3 separate regions of the Sus scrofa genome follow, and all the other regions are linked to region 3. Evidence: chromatin contacts called from public Hi-C and HiChIP or PLAC-seq data. All regions are on one chromosome and are shown on one strand. The core of a region is the stretch at or near the end of the contact, and the rest is flanking DNA. Distances in the headings are between cores, read along the strand shown. Region 1 overlaps TSC22D3 (TSC22 domain family protein 3). Region 2 overlaps TSC22D3 (TSC22 domain family protein 3). Region 3 has its middle 53 kb from the start of PRPS1.

Evidence for each region. A called contact is a pair of places that touch in the nucleus more often than the background predicts. HiChIP or PLAC-seq counts read pairs in DNA pulled down with a chosen protein or histone mark.
Region 1: a contact with region 3 is called in an H3K27ac HiChIP or PLAC-seq map of alveolar macrophages. The contact joins two enhancer-like sites. A contact is called at or near these places in 10 of 47 Hi-C or Micro-C datasets (blood, embryonic fibroblasts, epiblast stem cells and 7 more) and 2 of 2 datasets of contacts at active chromatin or transcription factors (alveolar macrophages and skeletal muscle).
Region 2: a contact with region 3 is called in a Hi-C map of omental adipose tissue, with 2.6 times the contacts expected there. The contact joins two enhancer-like sites. A contact is called at or near these places in 1 of 5 promoter capture datasets (liver), 36 of 47 Hi-C or Micro-C datasets (adipose tissue, alveolar macrophages, blood and 18 more) and 2 of 2 datasets of contacts at active chromatin or transcription factors (alveolar macrophages and skeletal muscle).

What each region holds. Positions count from the first base shown.
Region 1 is chrX:88,188,990-88,193,018 of Sscrofa11.1, forward strand. All of the region lies in intron 2 of TSC22D3 (TSC22 domain family protein 3), which reads right to left. Among named protein-coding and RNA genes, the nearest start is that of TSC22D3, 43 kb to the right of the region's middle. Within about 2 kb of position 1,807, at least 21 of the 83 cell types and tissues checked have an H3K27ac peak or open chromatin away from gene starts, as enhancers often do. A contact at or near this core is called in alveolar macrophages, liver and retroperitoneal adipose tissue, where this site is marked.
Region 2 is chrX:88,167,789-88,171,964 of Sscrofa11.1, forward strand. It overlaps TSC22D3 (TSC22 domain family protein 3), which reads right to left. Exons shown (of 4, transcript XM_021080824.1): 4 at 3,537-4,176. Among named protein-coding and RNA genes, the nearest start is that of TSC22D3, 64 kb to the right of the region's middle. Within about 2 kb of position 2,278, at least 32 of the 83 cell types and tissues checked have an H3K27ac peak or open chromatin away from gene starts, as enhancers often do. A contact at or near this core is called in adipose tissue, alveolar macrophages, mesenteric adipose tissue and 2 more, where this site is marked.
Region 3 is chrX:88,126,368-88,130,201 of Sscrofa11.1, forward strand. No RefSeq gene overlaps it. Among named protein-coding and RNA genes, the nearest start is that of PRPS1, 53 kb to the left of the region's middle. Within about 2 kb of position 2,049, at least 24 of the 83 cell types and tissues checked have an H3K27ac peak or open chromatin away from gene starts, as enhancers often do. A contact at or near this core is called in adipose tissue, alveolar macrophages, liver and 3 more, where this site is marked.

The DNA of each region.
Region 1 (4,029 bases), core at 557-3,056, 62 kb after region 3:
ATAATCCAGTATAAGGAAAGACGAAATGTAAACACGCAATCTGAAACAAAATGTCACCAATCATGGTGTTGGTGTCGGTGCAGGGCTGGCCCCCAGCCTAAACCGTGAAGTAGGAGTCTGTCTTCAGAACCTTCCTGCTTCCTTTTCAGGTACCTTCCTCCTGCCTGTCCCCGCGGGCGCCTGTGCCCTCCTGCTGCCCAGGGTTCCGTGGGTCCCCTCACTACTGTTTAGAGGCACCTTGCCCTTGCTAGCAATGCCCCTTTTATTTTTATTTTACTACTTTTTTTTTTAGGGCCGCACCTGTGGCATAGGAAGTTTCCCAGGCTAGGGGTTGAATCAGAGCTGTAACCACTGGCCTATGCCAGAGACAGAGCAATGCCAGATCTGAGCCGTGTCTGCGACCTACACCAAAGCTCACGGCAATGCCGGATCCTTAACCCACTGAGCAAGGCCCGGGATTGAACCTGCGTCCTCCTGGATGCCAGTCAGATTCATTTCCACTGAACCGCAACGGGAACTCCAGCAATGCCCCTTTTAAAGGGGACTCTTAGTCTCTTTCTCCTGCAAATCATAAGTACCCGGCCTTATGGGCCCATCCTAAAAAACAAATCGGGGAAATGTGTTGGTATACATGGCAGGTAATGTCTTAACGGGCTCTGCATAGATCACGAGGCTTTAGCTTTCAGTGGTATAATTCGAGGCATGGGTAGGGGCATGACGGTGGGGAGGGAACAAGCTGGGGGGGGGCAATGGTGAGAGGGGGGAGATTGCTCATAAGAGATCTTCCAATCTTGCCAAGTAGGCCATGCACTGCTCTGACTATAGGTTAAGTCTGGCTCTGCACAGAGGAATAAATGCTCTGCCCTTACACTCGTGCTGTGTTCTTTCCAGAGCATGGTGGAAAGGGCACTGGGAAACTGGGATACTGGGATAGTAGTCAGGACACCGGGTCTGGCCTGGTTTTGACCCTGGCCACCAGAACAACCTTGAAAAAGCCTCATAACCACCCTGTGCCCCAGTTGCCCCTACATGTAAAATGACGGGACGGAGGCTACGAATTTCTATGTATTTGATGAATGATATCCCTATTTAGACCGAGAGCTCCATGACACCATACAGCGAGGGCCTGTAACGGTGTCTGGCACATAGTAAGTGCTCAGCAAAAGGAGTAATTGCATGAAGGGAGGAAGGAATAGTAAAAGTGACTTCCAAGGTTGCTGCCAGTTCTAAAAGTCCCAGCCTTGAGGTCTTCAGATATAGCTCTTTACGGCTGTGCCCCTGAGTGTAGACGCCCAGGCCAAGGGCGGAGCGAGGGCTTCAGGCGCCCTTGCCCTTGGGACCAGAGGGTACAGGGGCAACCTGCACCATGGAGGCACAGCCTCTGGGACCAAAGGCAGCAGGCAAGAGCTTCCAGGAGGCCCAGGAGGCTTGCAGGATGCTGGATGGGGGATGGCGAGGAATGTAGGAAGGGCAGGGTCGGTCAGAAGGAGTCAGGAGAGCAACGTTTACACAGTTTTCTGTAAAACGGGAAGCTGAGATAACAGACTTGATGGGTGTCTGGACTGAGGTAGGAAAAGTGCCGAGTTGCATGGTGACTCAAGGTCAGGAGCTGGAATGGGGCCCAGAGTTCTCAAGCCTCTGCTCACCCCCTTGGGACTGGCCCCTGGCCCCAGGCCAGCTCCCTGAATAGCTCCCCCACCCCCACCCACTCGTCCACAATTCCAGCTTCTTAGGCTAACCTGCTTCCCTGTTCAGCCCTGCTGGCTGCCCCCCTAACCTCTCCCCCGCCCCCACGGCGACATGAAGTCCTCCCTCAAGGACTCCGGGGCAGTCATCCATTAGAATTCTCGGAGGCCAGGCAGACTTGCCCCCCTCCTCAGCATCGCCCGCATTCTCACTCTGACGCAACTCCTCCCTTTCTTACGCAAAAGGGGTAGGTTTGCCAGTGCTGCCTCCCCTCCTAATATGCCCCCTGCCCTCTCCTCCCCCTCCCCACTCCATGGCCCGGCTTTTCCTTAGGAACACTCCCAGGCATTATTCTCAGGCGCTGAGATAGTCCCCATGTCCCCTACTCTTTCTTCCAGCACCCTTTCACTTTTTTTTTTTTTTTGTCTTTTAGGGCTGCATCCTATGGAGGTTCCCAGGCTAGGGATCGAATTGGAGCTGCAGCCGTGCCAGATCCGAGCTGCGTCTGCGACCTACACCCCGGCTCATGGCAATGCCGATCTTTGACCCACTGAGCGAGGCCAGTGATTGAACCCATATCCTCATGGATGCTAGTCGGGGTCCCTAACCCCTGAGCCACAATGGGAACTCCCCCTTTAGCATTTTAACGGGGGCCACAGTTTCAAACCAGGAGAATGCATCTTTAAGAATGAAATTTAAGGAGTTCCCACTGTGGCGCAGCGGAAACGAATCCAACTAGGAACCATGAGGTTCCGGGTTTGATCCCTGGCCTCACTCAGTGGGTTAAGGATCTGGTGTTGCCGTGAGCTGTGGTGTAGGTTGCAGACGCGGCTCGGATCCCGCGTTGCTGTGGCTCTGGCGTAGGCTGGTGGCTACAGCTCCGATTGGACCCCTAGCCTGGGAACCTCCATATGCTGCTGGTGTGGCCCTAAAAGGACAAAAAGACCAAAAAAAAAAAAAAAAGAATGAAATTTCATATATTAGCAGAGAGAGAGATTTACGGGCCTGGGTTTTTTGGCCCAGAATTCCTGAGATACCGCTGTGGAGGTGATTACCTCCATACTTTGGATGCTCATTAGGCCAGTTCTGTTTTTCGCTGCCCCAGGAGTCGGGAGACCAAAGTGCGGGTCCCTTCTCTGCCATGAAAACTGTCTGTGTAACCTCGGGCAAGTCACTTAATCTCGCCGAGTCTCGGTTTCTTCATCTGTCAAATGGAAGCAATTACCCCTGCCCTACCTACCTTGACAGGGATGCTATGAAAATTAAAGGAGACCTTGTGTGTGTGTGTGTGTGTGTGTGTGTGAGAGAGAGAGAGAGAGAGAGGGAGAGAGAGAGAGACAGACAGACAGACAGACAGAGACAGAGACATAGACAGAGACAGAATGACAGAGAGAGAGTGTATTTTCTAAATGGCAAGGCCTGGGACAAAGAGCAGGTATCTTGGCTCCCCGCTGCTGTGCTTGAAGGTAACTTGGGTACCTGGCAGAGCCCTCTTTACAGAATGTCAGTGTGTCTCTGGCCTGCCCCGTTCCTCTGTTTCTCCTCCAGGGCTTGGGTGTTGGCCCAATTTGGTCTCCTGTGCACCTCCACCCTGCTTCAAGAACATCTCCCGCTCGCCCCCAGGCCTGTCGCCCTCAGGCCTTCCTCCACCATCCAAGGGCCTCTTGCCACACTCTCTCCTTCTTGGCCGCTCAGGGCCCAGGGCCATCTGTGCGCCGAATGACCCTGCCCTCGCAGCCCTGACCTCAGCCCATCCTCATCAAAGCTTTGAAGAGGAAGGACTCTGGGGCAGGGGTAATGACTGAACTTGACAATTTGCTACAGAGGCTGAGCACAGCGCGGAACACCCAGCATGTGTGTTCCCGAAACACATCCTTGTTGGCTTGCGTGTGCTGGGGGAGACTGCGGGGTGGAGTCTGCTTTGGGGCCCCTGACATCTTGCCAGATAGGCAACCGCTCCACCTCTAGATCCACCAGGCCCTGCCTGCCTGCTCTTCCAACCCACCTTGCCCTTGGCCTCTCAAACCCGGAGAATGGGCTGGGCTCTTTCATCTCCAGGACTCGCACGCTAGTATGTGATTTCAGGCCTCCCTGGCCTAGTGCCACTAAGTTTCTCTGGCGACCCCACCTTTCCCACAGGGATGAGAGGCTGGGAGCAGTTTGGGGCACCCTCTGAATTTCTCAGCATAAGCAATCAGCTTCCCTCTGAAGGCCACACCCAAGAGTCTTCTCACCCGAGGAAACCTGGGCTTCCGTCCCTGGAATGAGGGGCTCCTGGGCTTTGCCCAGGGGCTGGAGAATGACGCCTGCCCCAGTTCAGCACGGCTCTAATAGCTCTGCTCA
Region 2 (4,176 bases), core at 1,028-3,527, 42 kb after region 3:
TGGGAACCTCCATGTGCCGAGAGTATGACCCTTAAAAAAGACCCGAAAAAGAAAAAGAAAATACTCGGAGTTCCCATCGTGGCTCAGTGGTTAACGAATCCGACTAGGAACCATGAGGTTGTGGGTTCTATCCCTGGCTTTGCTCAGTGGGTTAAGGATCCGGCGTTGCCATGAGCTGTGGTGTGGGTCGCAGACGCGGCTTGGATCCCGTGTTGCTGTGGCTCTGGCATAGGCCGACGGCTACAGCTCTGGACCCCTAGCCTGGGAACCTCCATATGCTGCAGGAGCAGCCCAAGAAATGGCAAAAAGACAAAAAAAAAAAAAAAAAAGAAGAAGAAGAAGAAAATACTCGATTGTGAAAAAATTCTAGCCTTCATCAAGTTATAACATCAAAGATGACTGATCACAGGTCACCGTAACAAATATAACAAATGAAGAAATTTAAAATATTGAAAGAAAAACCACCATGTGACACGGAGACACGAAGTGAGCAAATGCTGTTGGGAAAATGACACTGATAGGTTTGTTCGATGCAGAGGTAGCCAGAAAACTTTAATTTGAAAACAAAAAGCACGGAGTATCCATGAAGCGCAATAAAGCGAGGTATATCTGTACTAAAAGTTCAACTACTCTGGGGTTGGGGGAGATCTGAGAATAGTTTTGGCATTTGAAAGTGGCGCTTGGGGAGTTCCTGTTGTGGTGCAACAGTAACGAATCCAACTAGTATTCAGGAGGATGCAGGTTCGACCCAATTCAACCCCTAGCCTGGGAACTTCCATATGCCCCGGGTGCAGCCCTAAAAAGACAAATCATAAAAATAAAAAATAAAAAAAAAATAAAAGGGATGTTCTTGCACAAAGACTGGGATCCAGTACCCCACGGGATCAGTGGCAGCCGTGGGCGTGGTACCAAGCTCCCTGGCTCTCAATTTTCTTGGCCATGACATGGAGTTAAATCGTGTAAGCGACTTTTTCCTTCTTTTTTTTTGGTTTTGTCCATGGCATGAGGAAGTTCCTGGGCCGGGGATCGAAACCGCCCCCCCCCGCCACAGCAGTGATCAGAGCCACTGCAGTAACAATGCCAGGTCCTTAACCCACTGTGCCACAAGGGAACTCTGTAAGTGCCTCTTTTCCTAAGGGCAGGAAACATGGATTTCGGGGAGGGCTGGCTGCAAAGGGTTGGATGAGATGACAGATAGGAGGGTCCTGGGAGAGGGGGCATGTCCAGGCAGGGGAGCATTGGCTGCGCCCAGAAGCCCAAAGCCTGCGAAGGTCTTTCCAGGAGCAGTGCATTCTTTTGCCTTGCCCCACCCTTTCTTGGTTTTCTGTGGAACAACAATAACAAGAGCTGCTCCTCTATGTGACTAACAAACAGCCACAAAGTTCCTCTTATCTAGTCTAGCAACCGCTGTGGCCTCAGAAGTTGCAGTGTTTGTCTCTGTTTAGTCACGGTTGCCTAGGCAACCGAGTGGTTCTCTCTTTCCCACTGTGTGACTGTGGGTATGTTTTTTCCCCTTTCTCGTAGGGAAGGGCTGGATGACCAGAGAGGGCTGTGTGCTTGCTGGGCCAGCTTCTGGGTTTCCTTTTTTTTCCTCTGTTGGTTCTTGTTTGGCTGGAAATCAGGGCGTGGGAAGTCTGTAGATGAGCCGAAAAGTCCCTCAGCTCTTCTTGAGGCAGGGAGGGGATGGGAGTGAGTGGGAACTGGGGAGATCCCTGTTGGGTTGGGGCCAGAGGTGGGGGAAGCTGGGCAAGTAGCTGCCTGATCCAAAGTCTAGATATCCATTTCAGCAGCTGTGGAATCTGTACAGCCACGAGATCGATCGAGTGGGCAGGTATAGACAATGAACTTGGCATCATGAGTAGAGAGGTGAGGAGCAAGGGTGGGAAATTGGGATTGGAGAGGCCAGCAAGCAGGAGTTTGTCACGTTCCAAAGCAGAGTTTTAGTGACTGGAAACGAACGGGCCAACCCAACGTAACTGACACTTACAGCGAAGGAAGGCTGACCTTTTAAATATATTTAGAAATTGATGGGTGCAAGGAAGGGGGCTGAGACCTCTGGGTCCTTGAGGTTTATGACTCAGCAACATCAAGGAGTTCTTTTAAATTTCAAGTGACAAAGGGAAACCAGGGGGCTGAGAACACAGCTCAGGGGCCACGGTGGCTCCAGGTGAGGGCACGGTGGAGGAGACAACGAATGCCCATTGACAGAGTATCAGAGAAATGGCAGCACTCCAAATGCCAGAGACAGGGGGCCGGCGAAAGGGTGAGGATGATGGGTGAGGATGACCCCCAAAGACAGGAAGAGTAGGGAATGGGGCGTCCGGGTCCTTAGACTTGGCCCTGCTCATGAGGCCGGTGGGTCTTGTAAGCATACTTTCAGCAGCGACAAGTGGAGCAGTGGGGCTTGAGAGCCTCTTTCCTCGGGGGAGAGGGATGGGGTTCGGGCCGCTGCATACATTCTGCATCCTTTTCTCACTAAGGCCCTCTTAGCGCCTTTTCTGACATCAGGGCTCCCCTGCGGATGGGTATTAAGGACAATGCACCAAGTGGTGGGATGATGTTTTCTGAGGAGGGAAGGGGCCCACTTGTGTTTATCTGGTTCCTCTCTTCTTGCTCCCTCACATGTATCCCACTTTTTCTTTTCTTCTTCTTCTTTTTTTTTTTTTGTCTTTTTTTAGGGCTGCACCTGCAGCATATGGAGGTTCCCAGGTCAGGGGTTGAATCGGAGCTACAGCTGCCGGCCTACGCCACAGCCACGGCCACGCCAGATCTGAACCTGGTCTGCAACCTACCCCACAGCTCACAGCAACGTCGGATCCTTAGCCTACTGAGCGAAGCCAGGGATCAAACCTGCATCCTCTTGGATGCTAGTCAGATTCTCAGATTCGTTTCTGCTGAGCCATGACGGGAACTCTTACTTTTTTTTTTCTTTGCTTTTGAATTAAAGTATGGTTGATTTATAATGTTGTGCCAATTTCTGCTGTTCGGCAAAGTGACTCAGCAGTGTGTGTGTGTGTGTGTGTGTGTGTTCCTTTTCCTATATTATCCTCCATCATGGTCCATCTCAAGACCAGATATAGTTCCCTGTGCTGTAGGACTTCAGTGCCCATACACTCTTAATGCAATAGTTTGCATCTACAAACTCCAAGTTCCCAGTCCAACCCATTCCCTCCCCTCTCCCACCCTGCCCTTTTCTTTAGGGCTTTCTTGGGATATCCACCCCCCCCAATCACTTCCTTGAGCTGAAGTTGTGTCCGTTGCCACCTCGCCACTCACTCCAAAGCTGTACTATGAAAGCTGGAGCGAGAGAGGATTGGGTCCCAGTTCGCCATAATAGCTGAGTGACTTTGGGCAAGTCACTTAAACTGGCTGAGTCTCAGCCTCCTCACCTGTACATGGGGTATGGTGATGGTTCCACGAGATCGTGGCTGTAGGGGTGCCAGTGAAGCAACAGTGAGTCAGAAAAACAGCATCCCCCGACCATAGGCGGGGGCCTCTACCCCCCCATTGCATTTTAAACTCAGTCAGACACCAGCTTTATTTTTAGAAAAAAAAAGAGCAAAGTTTATTGAAATTTCAAGCTACATTTGAAAAATCAAAATCCAAATCCTGGAGACATAACATCAGGATAAGGTGTCGGAAAGTGGAAAGTGTTCACGGCCACAGAACTCCCTAGAGACAAGCTCCCTGAGCACATTACCCAGGCACTGTCGGGTCAAAGCCATTCCCTTGTCCACCCCTTATCCGCAAGAGGACACCTGCAAGCTAGTTGTTCTGCTCACTTGAAAGTTTTCCACAAACATAAAAAAAAAAAAAAAAAAGTTTTCGAATGACGATGTGAAGTCCCAGCTGATCTTCTCTCAACCCCATTCTATGTAGTCAGCACCAGTGAATGGTGGGTTTGGCGTTCAAAAGAGGACCTCACACGCCTTCAGGGGACAGACGGGGCAAGGGGTGCAGCAGCAAGGCATTCGGAGGCTGGCCCCCCTCCCTGCCTTTACTCTTTTAGTTTTACTTAACCTAAAGGACAAAATGGATCAACGTGGTGAATGAACACAGTCAAAAGAATTAGCCTTACGAGATAAGGGACCAGTCAGTACTCCCAAAGCTGGTTAGGCCCTTCAACACGTGGGTGTAGGTGTCTTATGTATACGTCGCTACACTAAGATACAGATC
Region 3 (3,834 bases), core at 799-3,298:
TCCTTTCTCCTCTCGCCGCCTGGAAGTCCGAAACAATGTATCCCCACTGTTGCAGGTTCCTGAGGGGGAAGAGAGGTTTCGTCCAGCCAGCTGCTGCTGGCAGCTTTCCTGCGCCTTATTTGGCCCCAGCGGGAGCCCAGCAGCCCCTCCAGGTTCGCCAGCACACAATGGCTACAATGTGCGGGGGCTGCAGGGCTAAAGAGCCGTCTTGCTAGTCTCTATATTGTTTACACTGACTTAACAAAAGCACTGCACGCAAGGGGAGGGGTGCCAGCCTGAAAAGACCATCCACACAGGGATGGGGGCGGGGATAGTGGAGCCGGGAGTCAAATTCAAGACCAACCCTCCCCAGAAAACCGACTGAGGTGGCTCCTGCTATCTCCTGATTTTTTTTTTTTCTTTCTTCCCCAGTCAAGGAGGCACTGAGTAGGAGAAAGGAGACCTAAAGGACGGACTCCCATCTGTTTAGAGTTTACTAAGGAGCAGATGCTGCCCTGAGGGCTCTGTGTCCATTACATCATTTAATCCCTCATAATCCCTTGAGATAGATGCTATACCTATCGTCCCCGCATTACTGATGGAGAAACTGAGGCATGGTGCGGCCAAGTAGCTTGCTCAAAGTTACACTAGAAGCGAGGCAGGATTCAAGCCCCCCCACCCCCCAGCAGTCTGGCCCCAGAGCCCAAGCCCTTCATCGCTGCACCACACTGCTTCCCACTGATTGTACCAAGGCCATGGCAGCTGTGGTCGTGGTCCTGAGGATGCTGATAAAGAGGGCAACTGAGACAGACATGGTCTTCAAAAGGAGAGAATATGATCATAAATACACAGAGCAGAAATAGTCAATGAAACCCAGGGAGGCTCCCCAGTCAGAGTTGGTGCTGCGGATCTTTGGCAATGGGATGGCGGTAGGGTAGGGTGACGTGAAAAGCTTTTCCTAGAGGTGCCGACAGGTGCGCCGAGACAAAACAGAGCCAGGGTGGAAAGTTGTGATGGCAAGCTTCCTCTGAGGAGGGCCAGGCCACTAGCCTGCTGTGGGGAATGGGCTAATACCTCCATATCCACTCTTAGAGAGATGTCTCAAAGAAGTGAAAGCAGAGAGGAGCTCCCTGGTGGCTCAGCAGGTTAAGGATCAGATGTTGCCCCTGCTGTGGCTCTGGTTACTGCTGTGGCCCAGGTTTGACCCCTGGCAGGGGGACTTGAAGTGAAAGCAGAGATTGGAGCAGATCCTTGTACACCCACGTTCACAGCATTATTCAAAATAGCCCAAAGGCGAAAACCCAAACGTCTATCAGCGGACAAATGGGTAAACAAAAATGTAGTCTGTAATACAGTGGGGTATTGCTCAGCCTTAAAAAGAAAGAATAAAATGCTGACCCATGCTTCAAACTGGATGAACGTGGATGACATTAAGTGAAGGAAGCCATTCAAAACAGGACAAACAGTGAATGGGTCCACTTATACGAGGTACCTAGCACTGTCAAATTCATAGGGACAGAAAGTAGCATAGCAGTTGCCAGGACCTGGGGAGAGGAGGGGGTGGGGAGTGACTGCTTAATGGGTACAATTTCAGTTTGGGATGATGGAAAAGTCTGGAGATGGATAGTGGCCATGGTTGCACAACATGGGAATGCACTTAATGCCACTGTGTGGTACACTTAACATGGTTAAAACGGTTAAAAAAAAGATTAAAGAGACAGAAATAAAAACAGGGCCAGCCGCAGCCTGGTCCATCGAGCTTGCCGCCTACAAGGAAGGGTGATGGGTTCTGAGGTCCAAGAACAGAGCCTCAGAGGTCCCAGGCTGGTTATCCAGAGAGAGGAGCGGCAGTGAGCGTGCATTGCCTGAAGAGGGTGCCAGAGAGCTCTGGGAAGATGCCTCCCTTTAGCCACCTCCTCTCCCACCCCACCCCCAGGCTTCGCCTGCACACACACGCGCGCACACACACACACACACACACACACACACAAGCGCGCTCACCTACCGACTCCAGAGCTGACACTGCCGGCCAACCCAGCAGAAGCCGCGCTGGGTGTGGCCTGACTCCCAGGGAGTCCTGGGGAATCCCTGTAACTGGGCAAAGGTCATGCCTGCTTCTCCCAGCTTTTCCAGGCAGTACATCCTTTCCTCCGAGGCCCGAGCTGGCTTATTCTCCAGTGAAAAGATCGCTGGGAGGTGTTACCTGCTCAGTCCTCAGGATCGTCCTGGGCTGGCCGTCCAGTCCCAGTGGAAAGACCATAGACTCAGACTTGGGTTCAAATCCTGCTTCTGCCACTTGATGGTTTATGACCTTGGCCATCGTGTTTAACCTCTCTGGGCCTCCTGTTTGTCTGTAAGATGTGATTGACAAAAGCCCAGGGACGTCTCTCCAGTGGTTGCGAGGATTAAATGAGATATGTCAGGTGCTTTACAACAGTGCCTACCCATAGTGAGGTAAGCTATGGTGTGGGGTCTCTGGGAAAGGCGGTGACAGCCAGTCCCCAAAGAGTGCTGCCTTGCATCCCCCGTAGGCAGTTGCTGGGTGGCTCAGCAAAAAGGTGGCTTCAAAAAGGCATGGGGTGGGAATCGAAGAACCGGCAGTAGAGAGCAGGTGACAGTGCTGGCCTTCTACCCTGGGATGCCTTTAGGGAAGGGGAAGGGGAAGGGGGCGGGTCCATCTCCGAGTCTCCAGGGGCCAGCTGTACAGTAACAGCCTCTGTTTCGATTCCTCCCCTCTTGGTGTCTAAGCTTGTTTTTGTGGCTGGAGAGGAAAGGCATGGGCGGAGCTCCGCTGCACAGCACCGAGAACCACAAACCCGCCCCCGGAGTGAGGGTACAGAATGTACCCAGACTGCAAACCACACCCTTGTGGCTTGGGGAGGCCCCTGGGGCAGGCTGGGGAGCTGTCACACTACATTGTTTGAGCGCCCTGTGCCTAGCAACCGGCCTGGGATTCCACAGCATTCAGACAATGGGATGTCCCAAAGGGGGCCAGGACTGAGTTAAAGGACCTCCCCCCTCCCAAAGGGTCTCCCATTACCTACCGAGGAGCCATCTTATCTAAAGAGAAGTCCACAGACCCCTGGCATCCTCCTGGGGCCAAGTTAGGTCTGGAGCTGGCTTAGGAGAGCTTGCAGCCTAAGGCCACCATGAGGAGACATTCTTAGCCACGGCCAGACCCTCCTCCCCAAACCCCTTTAGGGCAAGAGATTCTATCTCCCTCCACCTGTGTGCACTGGCCCGAGGAAGCCACACTAGGGCTCCCAGAGCAGGGAAAGGAGGGAGACAGATGGGACATTTGGGGAGGGTGGAGACAGTTTCGCAGAGCCTGAAGTGACTTGAAAATGAAAGAAGATTGGGAGGAGGCCAAACCCAAAGGGGATGAGGGAAGGACTTCCTGTCGGATGAGCTGGAGAAAGAAGGTCCTTGGAAACCAGCATGTAATTCAGTGGGGACAAGTGCAAGGGGCTCGTTAGTGACAAAACCTAACAACATAATTTGGCTCAACACAAATAAACAAGAAAAACACCAAGTGAAAAAGGGAGTTGACCACAAGCTGAATATGAATCAGCCTCAAAATAGAGCATGGCTCACTTATGTTGGCCGCATTTTCCAAACCAAAGATCAGGACGCATATTTGACAAGGATGAATGTGCTTAGGGGAAACAAGCTTCAGTGTTTGAAACCGAGACTCTCTCCAGCAAACCTAGGTCCCAGGCTCGCTGCGCCCATGCTCTGTGACAGTCTAGTCTTCATCAAAGAGCAATGTCCAGAGGCTGGGAGAAATGGAGAAGGTTTAGAAGAAGAAGGAGATGAACGATGGGACCTCTGGGCAAAGATTGGCAAAGCGGAGGC